Regions from separate parts of the Macaca mulatta genome. Here region 1 is linked to region 2. A link is a contact called in public Hi-C data. All regions are on one chromosome and are shown on one strand. The core of a region is the stretch at or near the end of the contact, and the rest is flanking DNA. Distances in the headings are between cores, read along the strand shown. Region 1 holds the start of RXRB (retinoid X receptor beta). Region 2 holds the start of RGL2 (ral guanine nucleotide dissociation stimulator like 2).

What was found. A called contact is a pair of places that touch in the nucleus more often than the background predicts.
Region 1: a Hi-C map of fetal cortex germinal zone shows a contact between it and region 2, with 2.8 times the contacts expected there. The contact joins the promoter of RXRB here to the promoter of RGL2 in region 2. A contact is called at or near these places in 2 of 14 Hi-C or Micro-C datasets (fetal cortex germinal zone and liver).

Annotation. Positions count from the first base shown.
Region 1 is chr4:149,088,127-149,095,043 of T2T-MMU8v2.0, forward strand. It overlaps RXRB (retinoid X receptor beta), which reads left to right and starts at 2,287. Exons shown (of 9, transcript XM_078000222.1): 1 at 2,287-2,373; 2 at 4,763-4,816; 3 at 5,188-5,367; 4 at 6,504-6,676. The coding sequence starts at 2,352. SLC39A7 (solute carrier family 39 member 7) reads right to left here and starts at 2,231. Exons shown (of 7, transcript NM_001261144.1): 1 at 1,481-2,231; 2 at 1,224-1,392; 3 at 1,012-1,065; 4 at 710-874; 5 at 437-577; 6 at 32-228. The coding sequence starts at 1,891. It also overlaps a transcript of PFDN6 not described here.
Region 2 is chr4:148,989,782-148,996,607 of T2T-MMU8v2.0, forward strand. It overlaps RGL2 (ral guanine nucleotide dissociation stimulator like 2), which reads left to right and starts at 1,325. Exons shown (of 18, transcript NM_001194701.2): 1 at 1,325-1,856; 2 at 2,076-2,272; 3 at 3,585-3,668; 4 at 3,917-4,095; 5 at 4,229-4,279; 6 at 4,368-4,665; 7 at 4,934-5,185; 8 at 5,268-5,371; 9 at 5,479-5,563; 10 at 5,644-5,712; 11 at 5,934-6,008; 12 at 6,631-6,663; 13 at 6,781-6,826. The coding sequence starts at 2,117. The region is part of intron 1 of WDR46 (WD repeat domain 46); the gene reads left to right. It also overlaps a transcript of TAPBP not described here.

The DNA.
Region 1 (6,917 bases), core at 1,037-3,536, 99 kb after region 2:
GAGGTAGCTGTGTTTGGCAGACATCACCAACCTGCTTTTTGCTGCAGCCAGACTGGACCAAGATGGCAAAGTCTCCGACCTCATGGGGCACTTCATGTAGCAGGACAGTCATTGTGGTCAGGATCCCTAGCCCCCGACCCCCTCGAAAGGAAGCCCCAATGGCCAGACCATCAGTGAAGTTGTGTGCCAAGTCAGCAGCCAGATTCAGGTACCCTGACACACGCAGATCTTGTACAGGACGAGAAGAGAAAATGATCAGAGGCCTCCATCACCACTTGTTCAATCTTGGTCAGTTATTCTCACACCTCCCCTCAGAGACCACTTCACACCCAGTCTTTTAGTGTTTCCGAGACACCTGCCATTACCCACAGCACATATTCCATGTGATTTGTGATGATGTCCCTTGCCCAAATTTATGACCAACTCTGGCCCTTACCTAAGCCTCTTTTTTCTTCTTCAGCATTCTGAGGTCTCACTGGCCCATCTTTGGGTACCGTGCTCCCTCCTCGCCTCTTCTGAACCCCCCCTGTTTCCTTTTCTTCTTCTTCTGAGCTCTGCTTCTCCTTGTTAGAACGCTCTGAGGGAAGAAAAGAGTTAGTCAGCGTGGAGAACAGATCTTCCAACATGTCCTCTCCCTCCTGAGGGCCGTAAGATGAGGAGATTCTGAGGCAGGCAAGTCAGCTTTCGGGAAAGTTGTTCCTGGGCTCACCTTGTCTTCCATGTCCATGACTTCCATGTGTGTGACTGTGAGCGTGTCCATGTCCATGACTGTGACCATGTCCTCCTTTCACATGTCTCACAAATTTCTCCACAACAAGAAAGGCAACAATTCCACTGAGAACCCACAGTCCCACAGACAGAATGGGGCCCTGGCCTGGGAATGGAGGCATTGAGACATTAAAGGAGATGTGCATTACAGACTCCTCCTCCTCAAGTGCAGGAGGTGAGGAATAGGGAGAGACAGACCTTCCCCAGCACCCCAGCTCCCATCCCCATCTGTCTCTTCCTCACCACTGTGGGAGTGTCCATGTCCGTGTTGCTCCAGAGTGTGGTGAGAATGAGGTTCTGGAAGATGGGGGGAAAACCAGATGAGGGAATATCTGACACAAAGGGTGTGTATTTGGGGGAATATCGAAAGGTCAGGGATCATAAAGGAGAAAGAACCCTTTTCCCCCAAAGAACAAAATAGGTTAGATTTGAGGTAGAAGTCAGAGGTTACTTACCAAGAGCATGAGGAATGAGGTGCAGGAAGGCATCTCCCAGGAGGCCACCGGAAGCAAAACTGAGCAAGATCTGAAGTAGAGAGCGATGCCGGGGGGAGTTTGACTCCACGGGGATAAGGAAGAGGACAAAAAATGGAGCTGCTGAGATCAGCACTGTGGCCCCCAGTGCCTGGTGAGGGAGAGTCAGGGTCAAGTACTGTGGTGTTTTCCAACAATCCAGAACCAGCCCCTCTCTCTCCCATCCCCTGGAGACTCACATAAGCCCAGAGAGTGACAGCATCCAGGTCCTGCTTGATGCCTGGAGCCCCAGACTCCCCATAGCCTCCATGGCTATGCTCATGGTCATGTCCATGTCCTCTGTGGAAGAGGCTCTCATGGGAGTGGCCATGGCTATGGCCATGGTGTAAATCCTCATGTGAATGTCCATGGTCGTGACCGTGGGTATGTCCATGCCAGATGCTCTCGTGAGTGTGGCCATGGCCATGGGCATGGCTGTGTCCATGGTGGAAATCTTCATGTGAGTGCCTGTGACTGTGGCCATGGAAGTCCTCTTGCAGATCGTCGTGCAGGTCGTCATGACCCGCGAGTCCAGCCACCAGAAGCCCCAAGGCCGCCCAGGTCAGCAGTCCCACGGCCACCCAGTGGGGGGCCCCCAGGCCTCTGGCCATCACGCTGACCAGAGGGACAGAGACAGTGACTCCACTTGACTCAACTCTATACCTACACAGGGTCAGCTTTACTCCAATAGCGCCCTCCGTCCACCTCTATGGGCCGCTCTCCCATTCCCTTAAGTTCCCACCTACCTACATTGTTCCCAAGACTAGTTCTCTTTATCCCGAACCCCCTCCCGGATGTAGGGCCCTGGGACACTAGTCTTTCACCAGCCACTTTACAGACTCTCTGGGCCCTCGTCTCTATGACTCATTAGGTAAGGAAAAGGCTTAGAAAGGATGGTAGAGAAAAACAGAGAATTCTCACCAGCTCCGGGATCCTCTCCTTTCCCGGTTTGCTCGGACGTGGCAGTCCCGCCTTTAGCTCCCGCGAGAACAGGAAGTTCCGTTCCACCTTCGTCCTAGTGCCTTTACCAATATGGCGGTACTCTGGTAGCGACGAATCCATCCTGCACTGATGCGCATGCGCGAGTGTGGAGGTTATTTGAGGGGAGGGTGGGCGAGGCGGGCTAACAGGCCGGAGGAGACCGCCTCCTCGGTTTCCAACTAGACGAGGGGGCGGGAACTCGCGCCGAGACTTCCCGTCTGTACAAAGATGGCTGCCACATTGGCGCTGTCATTTTGGTACAGAGCAGAGCGACGGGCTTAATTCTACCCAATCCAGGCCAGAGTCTTTCTCTCAGGGGCTTCCTCGTGCTCAGCTACTCCTCCGATCAACCCCTGGGAATCCCTGGGAGCTCTTCGGTATCCCTACTCTCAGCCAGGGATATGTCTTGGGCCGCTCGCCCGCCCTTCCTCCCTCAGCGGCATGCCGCAGGGCAGTGTGGGCCGGTGGGGGTGCGAAAAGAAATGCATTGTGGGGTCGCGTCCCGGTGGCGGCGGCGACGGCCCTGGCTGGATCCCGCAGCGGCGGCGGCGGCGGCGGTGGCAGGCGGAGAACAACAAACCCCGGAGCCGGAGCCGGGGGAGGCTGGACGGGACGGGATGGGCGACAGCGGGCGGGGTGAGTGTCCCAGCAGAAGGGCAGGCGAGCCAGTAACCGCGTTATCTGCAACCCCTCCCCCACACCCTCCTCTGGTTTTCCTGGCGCTCCCGCCCCCTTGTTTGTAAACACGCGTCCCCTCCCTCCCGAGGGCCTTAGCACCCTCCTCCCCGGGGCGGGGCGGGGAAGGGGAGCTTCCGCCCTCCTAACCGTGACCGCTTGAGGCCTTGGGCACCGGAGGTCGCGGGCGTGGGAAGGGCACGATTCCTCTTAAGCTTCAGAACTTTGGGCGTTTAAAGGCAGATCCTGCGTCGTAGGAGGGGTCTCTCCCGCCTATCTCTTTCCCCTGCACGCTCTGGCTACCTGGCTTTACGCTGGGAATAGAGGGGCTCGATGGTCTACCCCACGTGTTGCCCCACCCACGAGACAGGTGTGGCTTTAGGATGACCTGGTATTCAAATAGATCGGTTGGAAAATTTTCCTCACCTGAACTATCCTCCTCTCCTTGTCACCTCCCTCCTCTCACCACAATGAGGAGTTATGCTGTGTTTTTTTAGCCAGTCAAATATAGCAGTGGGGGGTTGTATATCAATTTTAGTGACACTAATGTTTATTAATAAGTTCTGATAACCCACTACCATCGGACCAGCCGGAGTTACACAGTTGTTTGGCAGCAGGGTGTCTCTGGACTTGGGGATGGGTGGAGTGGGCTGGGTCCGGCACGGTGGGGTATTAGAGAATTAAAGTCTCTAGTTGGATGTTTGAAGACTCATTTTCTTTTTTTGTCTCTTCTGTCTCTTTTGTGTCTGTGTACGTGTACATACCCCTCCCTAAGACTCCCGAAGCCCAGACAGCTCCTCCCCAAATCCCCTTCCCCAGGGAGTCCCTCCCCCTTCTCCTCCTGGACCACCCCTGCCCCCTTCAACAGCTCCATCCCTTGGAGGCTCTGGGGCCCCACCCCCACCTCCGATGCCACCCCCCCCACTGGGCTCTCCCTTTCCAGTCATCAGTTCTTCCATGGGGTCCCCTGGTCTGCCCCCTCCAGCTCCCCCAGGATTCTCCGGGCCTGTCAGCAGCCCCCAGGTGAGAGGTTGTGACCAACTTACTGCCTGGCCACTTTCGTTTTCTTGTTTTCCTTGTAACCGAGGATCCATATGTGAACTTCCCCATGGCCCATTGACCTTCCAATTCTCTAATCTTGTCAGTCCTGTGGTCTTTGTGAGACCCCTTGCCTTTCCTGAGGTGACTGATGTTTCAGTGCATGCTTCCTCCCCTAAAAGAACCCTAATATTCTTTGTTTTTGTGTGTGTGTGTTTTGTTTTGTTTTGTTTTTTGAGATGGAGTCTTGCTCTGTTGCCCAGGCTGGAGTGCAGTGGCACGATCTCGGCTCACTGCAACCTCTGCCTCCTGGGTTCAAGCGATTCTCCTGCCTCAGCCTCCTGAGTATCTGGGATTACAGGTGCCTACCACCACGCCCAGCTAATTCTGATATTCTTGATGTCCTTTTCATCTATCAGTGATTTTCTGCCCTTTTGGTCCCATCTGCTTTCCCAAGACACCTGCCCTTCAGGGTCACTGTGTTGCACAATTTCGGGGGGCCTGTTTATTCTCTTTGGGGTTGTGCTCCAGGGATGGCCCTTCACATAGACTGCAGTGTAAATGATGCCCTCTGGAATGTGCACTGCAGGGCCTTGCTTAGTGGTAGGGAATGATTTCCATCACTTCTGTGAGATTCTCCTTCCCAACAAGTCTTCCTGTGACTTCCCTATTTCCCCCATCCCAGATTAACTCAACAGTGTCACTCCCTGGGGGTGGGTCTGGCCCCCCTGAAGATGTGAAGCCACCAGTCTTAGGGGTCCGGGGCCTGCACTGTCCACCCCCTCCAGGTGGCCCTGGGGCTGGCAAACGGCTATGTGCAATCTGCGGGGACAGAAGCTCAGGTATGGGGCTCAGAGGATGAACAGAGAGGGAGAGTCTGGGCCGTGTATCATCACCTGTGGGATTCCCAGGGCTTATGGGGTTTGGTCAGAGCAAGTGACCTGGGGGAGGCTTGATGAGAGTAAAGAAACTGAAGCTGAGATGTAGGATGCAGTTGGGGGGAAGGTCAGAGGGAAAAGGGAGTGCCTGTAGGGTTTCTGAACAGTGGGGAGACTGGGACTGGATCATCACTCAGCTCCTGGTTCCCTATCTCTGTATTTGGCAAACGGAGAGGACTTAAACTTTAAGTTTTGCTAGGGGGAGATTGGAAAGAGACTAAATGGTGAAGCTGTCTCCATGCAACCTTCTTATTGCTCCTCCCGTTTCCCTGTAGGCAAACACTATGGGGTTTACAGCTGTGAGGGTTGCAAGGGCTTCTTCAAACGCACCATCCGCAAGGACCTTACATACTCTTGCCGGGACAACAAAGACTGCACAGTGGACAAGCGCCAGCGGAACCGCTGTCAGTACTGCCGCTATCAGAAGTGCCTGGCCACTGGCATGAAGAGGGAGGGTAAGGACCTGCCCTACCCAGGTGTCTTAGACCACATACCCTTCTCCCCTATCCGACTCAGACTGTGTACGTCTCTGGAAGGCTGGACTGTTCTCTCTCCTCTAGAGGGCGATATTTGATTTCTCTCTCCCTTTGCAGCTCTCCTCCCTGTTACCCTGTTCTGGCCCTTCAGTTTCCTTCTTAATGATTAGGCCTCTGTGGCCTGCACCTGTGACCCCTCCCTAGACTGGTCCTAGGATAGAATAACTTTTCCTTACCCATGATGGGCTGTCTCCCCATTTCTAACCTAAGTAGTTCCTCCTCTCTTTGATTCCATGGACCTTCTCTGGTCTTTGTTTCCTGTTATCTGTGGTCTTTCCTCTAACTCCTGGGACTCTGACACTCTTAAGCTTACAGACTTTACTGAAGACCTCAGGGCTTCCCTTCCTTCTCCATCTTATCTTCTTAAGTCAGATTCCTAGGATTCTGAGAGACCCTTTAGAGTGCATCTTGGTCAAAACGCCCACTTTAGAGAAGATGAGCCTGAGGCTTGGCTTTCCCAAGGTCATGCAACAAAGGAGTGGCAGGCAGGTTTGGGATCAGAACCCACATCTCTGAAGACCTAGGCCAGTGCTCCTTTCACTGCCTATTTGTTGAGTAAGAAGAGCACAAGATTTGCACTCAGACACACTTAGATTAAGTTGTATGACCTGCTATGTAGTATATGAATTTAAGCAAACTAATCTCTTTGAATCCCAAGTTCTTCATCTTTAAAAATGAGAATAAATGCTTCCAGCATCATTATGATAATTGAATAAATGTTAAAATGTGCTTAGCATGTTTCTTGGCATATTTTATTTAAAAAAAAATTTTTTTTCAATCAGCTTTCTCAGGCATGTTTTTTAACCATGTAGTAGGCTCTCCATTTAAATTCCTCCCTAATTCTTTTACCTACCTCACCTTTCCAGACTGACTTATCTGCCCTTTTATAACCCTTGCTTCAGGGCTGCCCCCAGTCCACCCTTTCTAGTGACGTCCCCATTCATATAAATATCTCCCAAGGGCCATGAGATCCTGATGAGGCCAAGTATATTTGTGGAACCCCTTCATGGATGGCTGCTGACTTTCCATTTTTTCTCTCCCGCTTCCCCCTGCAGCGGTACAGGAGGAGCGTCAGCGGGGAAAGGACAAGGATGGGGATGGGGAGGGGGCTGGGGGAGCCCCCGAGGAGATGCCTGTGGACAGGATCCTGGAGGCAGAGCTTGCTGTGGAGCAGAAGAGTGACCAGGGCGTTGAGGGTCCTGGGGGAACCGGGGGTAGCGGCAGCAGCGTGAGTGTTGGGGTCAATCCACTCCCCTTGGTGATGGGGGTTGGGGGAGGCAGTCTAGGTCTGTTCTATATCCCCTCCCCCTCCTTTCCCCTCATAACCTTCGTAACACTACTTGGGACTGGAAGTGCTGCCAAACAGGGTCTTTCAAACCTCTGAGGTGGATGTGATAGCTCCTTCTGTCTCCAATCCCCAAACAACCCACTGGCAGAACCACAGGCATGTCCCAAATAAATAATTGTTT
Region 2 (6,826 bases), core at 75-2,574:
TAGTTTCTGAAAAACTCCACTGTACACTCTCATAGAATGAAGAAGGCAAAAAACTTTTTTTGTTTTGTTTTTTGAGACCCAGTCTCTGTCGCCCAGGCTGAAGTGCAGTGGCGAGATCTCGGCTCACTGCAAGCTCCGCCTCCCGGGTTCACACCATTCTGGTGCCTCAGCCTCCCGAGTAGCTGGGACTACAGGCGCCCTCCACCATGCCTGGCTAAAATTTTGTATTTTTTAGTAGGGACAGGGTTTCACCGTGTTAGCCAGGATGGTCTCGATCTCCTGACCTCGTGATCCGCCCGCCTCGGCCTCCCTGTGCTGGGATTAGCGGCGTTAGCCACCGCGCTCGGTTGCAAATAACATCTTAATTTTGTTATAAAAAATAGTCATTCTCACCTACCCCCTGACATAGTCTCAGCGACCTGTAGGGCCGAGGTTACACTTGGAGAACCCGTGCTCTAGGGCCAAACCCATTCTTCTTGCCCTGGCCCACGTGTTCCCCCCACCGCTCCACACTGGAGCCACTGCCTAATTCTCCAGCCCAAGATGGTGCTCGCCAGCCCTCCTCTCAATGCTCATCACACACAGGGCTATTCCTTTCCTCCAATGAACCAACCGCCTCCCGCCCACCTCCAGTTCCCAGCCCTCTGTTCCCTTTGCCTGGTCCACCCTCGGCCTCCCTGGGTCGCAGACGAGGTCGGCCTCGTCATTCCCCGCAGACCGCCGCGCGTCCCTCTTGTGCGGTTCACCACAGTTGTATTTTAAGTGATCATGTGAGTCGTCGTTAAATGCCTGTCTCCCCGCGGATCATGGGCTCCTCGAGGACAGGGACCGGCCTGTCTGTCCACTGCTGTAACCCCGCGCCGGCATAGGGACGTAAGGCCCCACTGGAGGGCGCTCATCAAATAGCTGCTGGATATTGACGAAGGAAGCGGCGCAGCTCAGGGATCTCCGAGTCAGGACTGTTGGACAGACCGACGGGGTAACAGGTCTAATGGTGTGGGAATAAAGTTGTATTCCAGTGCTTCCAAACGGGCCTCTCATTCCAACCCCCTTCCAAGCAAAATGAATATTCCAATCACCTCTGGTCCCTTCCAGTGACCTTGAACCCCTCAGAGAACGCCCCGTCGACACCGTTCGGGGTCGGGCGCCACTACTGGCGCATAAGATGCGCTCAAGCGGAGGGCACTCCAACCGCAAAGCGACGCCGAGCCAACAGGGATCCCTGCCTCGGCGCCGGAAGCCCCAAAGAGCCGAATCTGGAACCGGATGTGGCTGCTTCCTGCCCCGCCCCCTGCCGAGGGGGCGGGAACCGAGGGCTCTTCGGAAAACGCGGCCGGGATTTCGGTCAGCGGAGTTCGTGGGTTGTGGTGGGGAGCGTAATCCCGTGGGGATGGAGTGACCCGCTCTCTCTCCTCCTGAAACGCTTCCCGCGGGAGTTTTAGCCGTGTTATTGTTGGGGAAGGGAATGTCAAATTCTGCTCCTGCCTTCCCCCAGGGGCTGGAGATTGGAATCTTTATTCCAGTTCAGTGCGGAGCGACGTGGTCTCCAGAATCCCCGAGTGTAGAGGCGGAGGACAGTGGAGCTGGGGACTCGGGCGCCTGGGTCCTGGTCCCTGAGCGTCCGGCGCTCCCCTAGTCCGCGGCCCTGGCTCCTGTCCTCACTTCCTTCCCCTTTTGGCTCCTGCTCTCGGAGCGGGCGGACGCGGGGGGGAGCGGAAAGGGCGGAAGGGGCCCGGGAGCCTAGCGGGAGGGGTTCAAGGGGGTACGGAAAAGCCGGGGAGGGGACTTGGTCCGGGGCCGGAGACCGACGGCAACAGCGGCCCAGGACCCACGCTGCCCCCACCCCTCCCGAGCAGGTCAGAGCCTGAGCACCCTGCGCGTCCCCGTACTCGTGACCCCCTCCTCCCCCAACTGCACCAAGGGCCACCCTATTTCACCCTTCTGTTGCCTCCCTCCCCCAGCCTTCCTGCAGAATTCCCTTCCGGTCTTCTTGACACCCACCCACGTCCCTTCCCTGCCCGGCTCCCCCGCGCCCACCTGACTCTCCACCCCCACCCCACCCCGTCTCTCCCCAGGCGCCCCCATGGCCCGACCCCGCTGATTCCTTCACTCGGCCATGCTCCCGCGGCCCCTGCGGCTGCTTTTGGACACGAGCCCCCCAGGGGGAGTCGTACTGAGCAGCTTCCGAAGCCGGGACCCCGATGAGGGTGGGGGCCCAGGTGGCCTGGTCGTGGGCGGGGGGCAGGAGGAAGAGGAGGAGGAAGAAGAAGAGGTGAGACGCGGGTGGTGGGAGGTAGGGGTCGGATGTATTTCTGAAGTCTCCACTTTTCTCTTGTCTCTGGGTCCCTACATCTCCTCCTCCTTGCCTCAGTTATTCTCGCGCCTCCCTGGGCGTCGGCCCGTTTCTCTGCTGCGGGGAGTCCCGGCGTCTCTGTGGTTCTCTGTCAGTGTGACTCAGGACCTGCCCGCAGGAACCTGCCTGGAACTTCTGGCTGGCTGTCCCTGCGGGTCTCTGGCCCTCTGCCTCTGCCTGCCTGAGTGTGCCTACTTCTCTGAGCAGTCTTGTCTTGCCCCCTGTCTCCCTCCTTGTTTTTGTTTGGCGGGGAGGGGTTTGTTTCCACAGTAACCAGCTCCTCTGACTCTGGGATTGGGGAGGGAACCCTCAGATTTCGTGACCCCTCCTTCCCTCCCTCCCCTTTACCCCCCCCCCCCCATCCTGGGTAGAGGCAGGGAAGCCACGGTTCTGGGACCTGGAGGAACGATCCTAGGGTGGGTAGAGAGTGGTTACCTGTTTTCATTAGGGATTAATGGTGGTGGCCAGGAGCAGGATTTTAGGCCTCAGGAGGGGCCAGAATTTGGATTTGGGGCCCCGAGGCCCTGAACTCCTAGGTCCAGATCCTAAGTGAGGGCAGGTTGACTGGCAAGGCTGGTTTTTCGGGATCGGTCGGGGGAGGGACTGGGGCCACGTGACTCTCTGAGTCTACCGCCCCCCAGCCCCCATCATCCCACTTCCCCTTTTCCTTCCTGGACTGGGATTGGAGCTGCTACCTTCAGGGGTCCCTTAGGGCTGAGATAGTGGAGGCATTACCCGAGGGACCAGTGTGAAAGGGGGCCTGAGAAGGACTAAAGCTCTGGGCTGGTCTAGTCCTTGGCCGGGAGGGGCGGGGCATGCGGCAGTGCCTGAACTGAGGTTTCAGCTACTCCTAGTCTCTGCCTCTGGCTTGCTGCCTCTCGCTTCCCTCTCCTGCTCTTTGTACCCTGCTTCTCTGTCGTGTGTGGGTTCAGCTCTGGGGGGAAAGGGCTTTGGGGGTCTCCAGGATCAGGATTCCTGTACTCCATCCACGCCTCCACTACAGCCCCTTCTACTCCACCGGGGCCCTGAGGCGACTGGGGTGGGGCTGTCTGGGCCCCAGTGGGGGAGACCTGGGGTCACCAGCTCCCCCCACCCTTCCTCGCACTCGCTGGTACTATGCCCTGCCACCACAGGTGAGGGGTATAGAGGGAGAAGCAGGGCCTGGGGTGAAGGCTGAGGGCAGTGGGGGGTGATATGGAACTGTCTGACTTCCCCTTCCTTGCTCCTGCAGGCCCCTGTGTCCGTCTGGGATGAGGAGGAGGATGGTGCCGTGTTTACCATCACAAGCCGCCAATATCGACCTCTTGATCCCTTGGTGAGATCATGACTTTAGCTTCTCACCTCTGACTCTTCAGTTCGCTTCCTCTGGCTGACTTTCTGGCCAGAGTGCTAGGTTGGAGTTCTGGAGTCCTGGACTCCGCTGTATGACATAGGCCAAGACTTTTGCCCTCTCTAAATATCAGAAAAATGAGGCTGGAACATCTCCTGGGTCTGGGATTGTCCTCAGAAATCTAGGGGCAGAGTGGGAGAAAGCGTTGGTGATCATCTCTTTGTGTCCTCCAGGTCCCTATGCCTCCCCCGCGTTCCTCCCGACGGCTCCGAGCTGGCACTCTGGAGGCCCTGGTCAGACACCTACTGGATACCCGGACATCAGGGACTGATGGGACTTTCATGTCAGCCTTCCTGGCCACCCACCGGGCCTTCACCTCGACGCCTGCCTTGCTAGGACTTATGGCTGACAGGTCAGAGTCATAAGGGACCCAGGGTCGTGGAGTGTCTGTCCAGATTTCCTAAAGTTCCAACATCCCACCAAAATAGTTAAGGCCACTGGGGGTTTGGGGAAAATGGAGAGATAGATCCTCTTCTTCCCCTCAGGCTGGAAGCCCTTGAATCTCATCCTACCGGTGAACTAGAGAGGACAACAGAGTGAGTGACCCCTGTTTCTTAATCTCACAGTCCACTCTGCCCAGGCTGCAGCTTTACCTCTCACCCTTGGCTGATTCCCTTCTCCCAGGGTAGCCATCTCTGTGCTGTCAACCTGGCTGGCCTCTCACCCTGAGGATTTTGGCTCTGAGGCCAAGGGTCAGCTTGACCGGCTTGAGAGCTTCTTACTTCAGACAGGGTATGCAGCAGGGAAGGGTGTTGGGGGGGGCAGCGCTGACCTCATCCGCAACCTCCGGTCCCGGGTGGACCCTCAGGCCCCCGACCTTCCTAAGCCCCTGGCCCTCCCCGGCGATCCCCCTGCTGACCCCACGGATGTCCTGGTGTTCCTCGCTGACCACTTGGCCGAACAGCTGACCCTGCTAGATGCGGTGAGACCCTGACCTCTGGCCCGTATGCCCCCTGACCCCTTACTAACCTCTCCTTGACTCCAGATCCTTTCCTTGCTTCCACCCTTTCCTGATCCAGCTCCTAGCCTCCTTCACCTACCATTTTGACTTTCCCTTTTTCCTTTTGGTTGTTACCCTTCAAACCCTGTGCCCCTCTGGTTCCTTGGCCACCTGAGATCCTCAGATCCCTAATATTGGAAGGCTGACCTCACTTGACTATGAACTTTAACCTCTTACCTCTACCCTGCAGGAGCTATTTCTCAATTTGATCCCCTCTCAGTGCCTGGGAGGCCTGTGGGGTCACAGAGACCGGCCAGGACATTCTCACCTCTGCCCATCTGTCCGAGCTACTGTCACACAGTTCAACAAGGTGGCAGGGGCAGTGGTTAGTTCTGTCCTGGGGGCTACCTCCACCGGAGAGGGACCTGGGGAGGTGACCATACGGCCACTCCGTCCCCCCCAGAGGGCCCGCCTCCTGGAGAAGTGGATCCGCGTGGCGGAGGTGAGAAAGAAGATTGCCCCACGGTGGGTGGCCATGGCATGGAGAGGGCTCCCATAGCCTTAGCTCTCTTTGACCCCCACAGGAGTGCCGGCTGCTCCGAAACTTCTCTTCAGTTTATGCTGTGGTGTCAGCCCTGCAGTCCAGCCCCATCCACAGGCTTCGGGCAGCCTGGGGGGAAGCAACCAGGTGGGGAGGCTGAGGCATTGGACTGGGGTGGGGGTTCCTCAGAAGGCAGGGAAGAGGGGGTGACAGAGCCAGGCCTGTCCTCAGGGCCACTTTTCTCCCTCCCCCAGGGACAGCCTCAGAGTCTTTTCTAGCCTCTGCCAGATTTTCTCCGAAGAGGATAATTATTCCCAGAGTCGGGAGCTGCTCGTGCAGGTGAGAGCCTGGTTTGTGGCATTCCCCCCTCTCCCTGCTCCCTACTGCTCCCCCATGTCTCTTTATTTTGTCACCACCAGGAGGTAAAGTTGCAGTCTCCTCTGGAGCCACACTCCAAGAAGGCCCCGAGGTCTGGCTCCCGGGGTGGGGTGAGTGACTAGCTGGGTGGTGGGCTTGGGGGTTGTGATTATGAAGGGGTGAGGAGTATGTTTTAGGGGAGCAGCCTGAAGGATGGGTAAGGGAGGCACAGAGGGGTGAGGGGTGAGGAGAATGAAATCTGTTCTCTGAGGCAATGGGGAGGGCAAGTGCGGAGGGACGGAGGGCCCTCACATCAATGGCAGGCACGTCTGACCCTGACCCCTGACCTCAGGGTATAGTCCCATACCTTGGCACCTTCCTGAAGGACCTTGTGATGCTGGATGCAGCCTCCAAGGATGAGTTGGAGGTCAGTGGTGTGTGTGTGTGTGTCATTATGATGATGTAACAAGTGGGCTGCAGGGTCCGACAGATCCCCCCCTTGCAAGGGGCTGTAAGGCACAAATAGCTGAGTGTAGGACAAAGCCAGATCTATTTCTGTGCCAAGTCGCCTCAGTGGTCTGTAAATGAGAAACTAGAAATAGCATCTACATTGATCTGTTATTATAAGGGTTAAATGAATTGTATTTGTCAAGCGCTTAGAACATGCCTGAAACGTAAGCACATCTAGGTTTTGTGATGGGGTCCTGCTCTATTGCTAGAGTTTGTTAAATAAACAAATACTGAGACCTTGGGCAAGTTCCTTATCCTCTCTGGATGAGGAATCCTATCCAATTGGATACTATCCAGTCTTCTCATCTGCAAAGCAGACTAGTTGTCTACCTGAGATATTAAATTTCAAGGGTCAAGTGCAGTGCTTAGGCCATGATAGATTGAGGGGGAAGGCAGGGAGGGATGGAAGAGTCAGAGAGGCTAGAGGGAAGTGATTGTGAGTTGGATGTGGCTGTGTGTGTTTAAGAGAGGGGATATTCTCTCTCTGTGGCCTGGAAGGTAGTGTTAGAACTTCCACCCCATCCCCATTTTCCTCGCAGAATGGATACATCAATTTTGACAAGCGGAGGAAGGTGAGTGGAGTGCCTGGGCTGGATGCTGGACTTCTCAATCCATGTTCCCGGAAGGGGAGGGGGGAAAGTCAGGTGTCCCTGAGTTTTGGCTCCTGCAGTTTGAGGGCTCCTTCCCAGGAGTTTGCAGTCCTTTCTGAGTTGCGACGGCTCCAGAATGAATGTC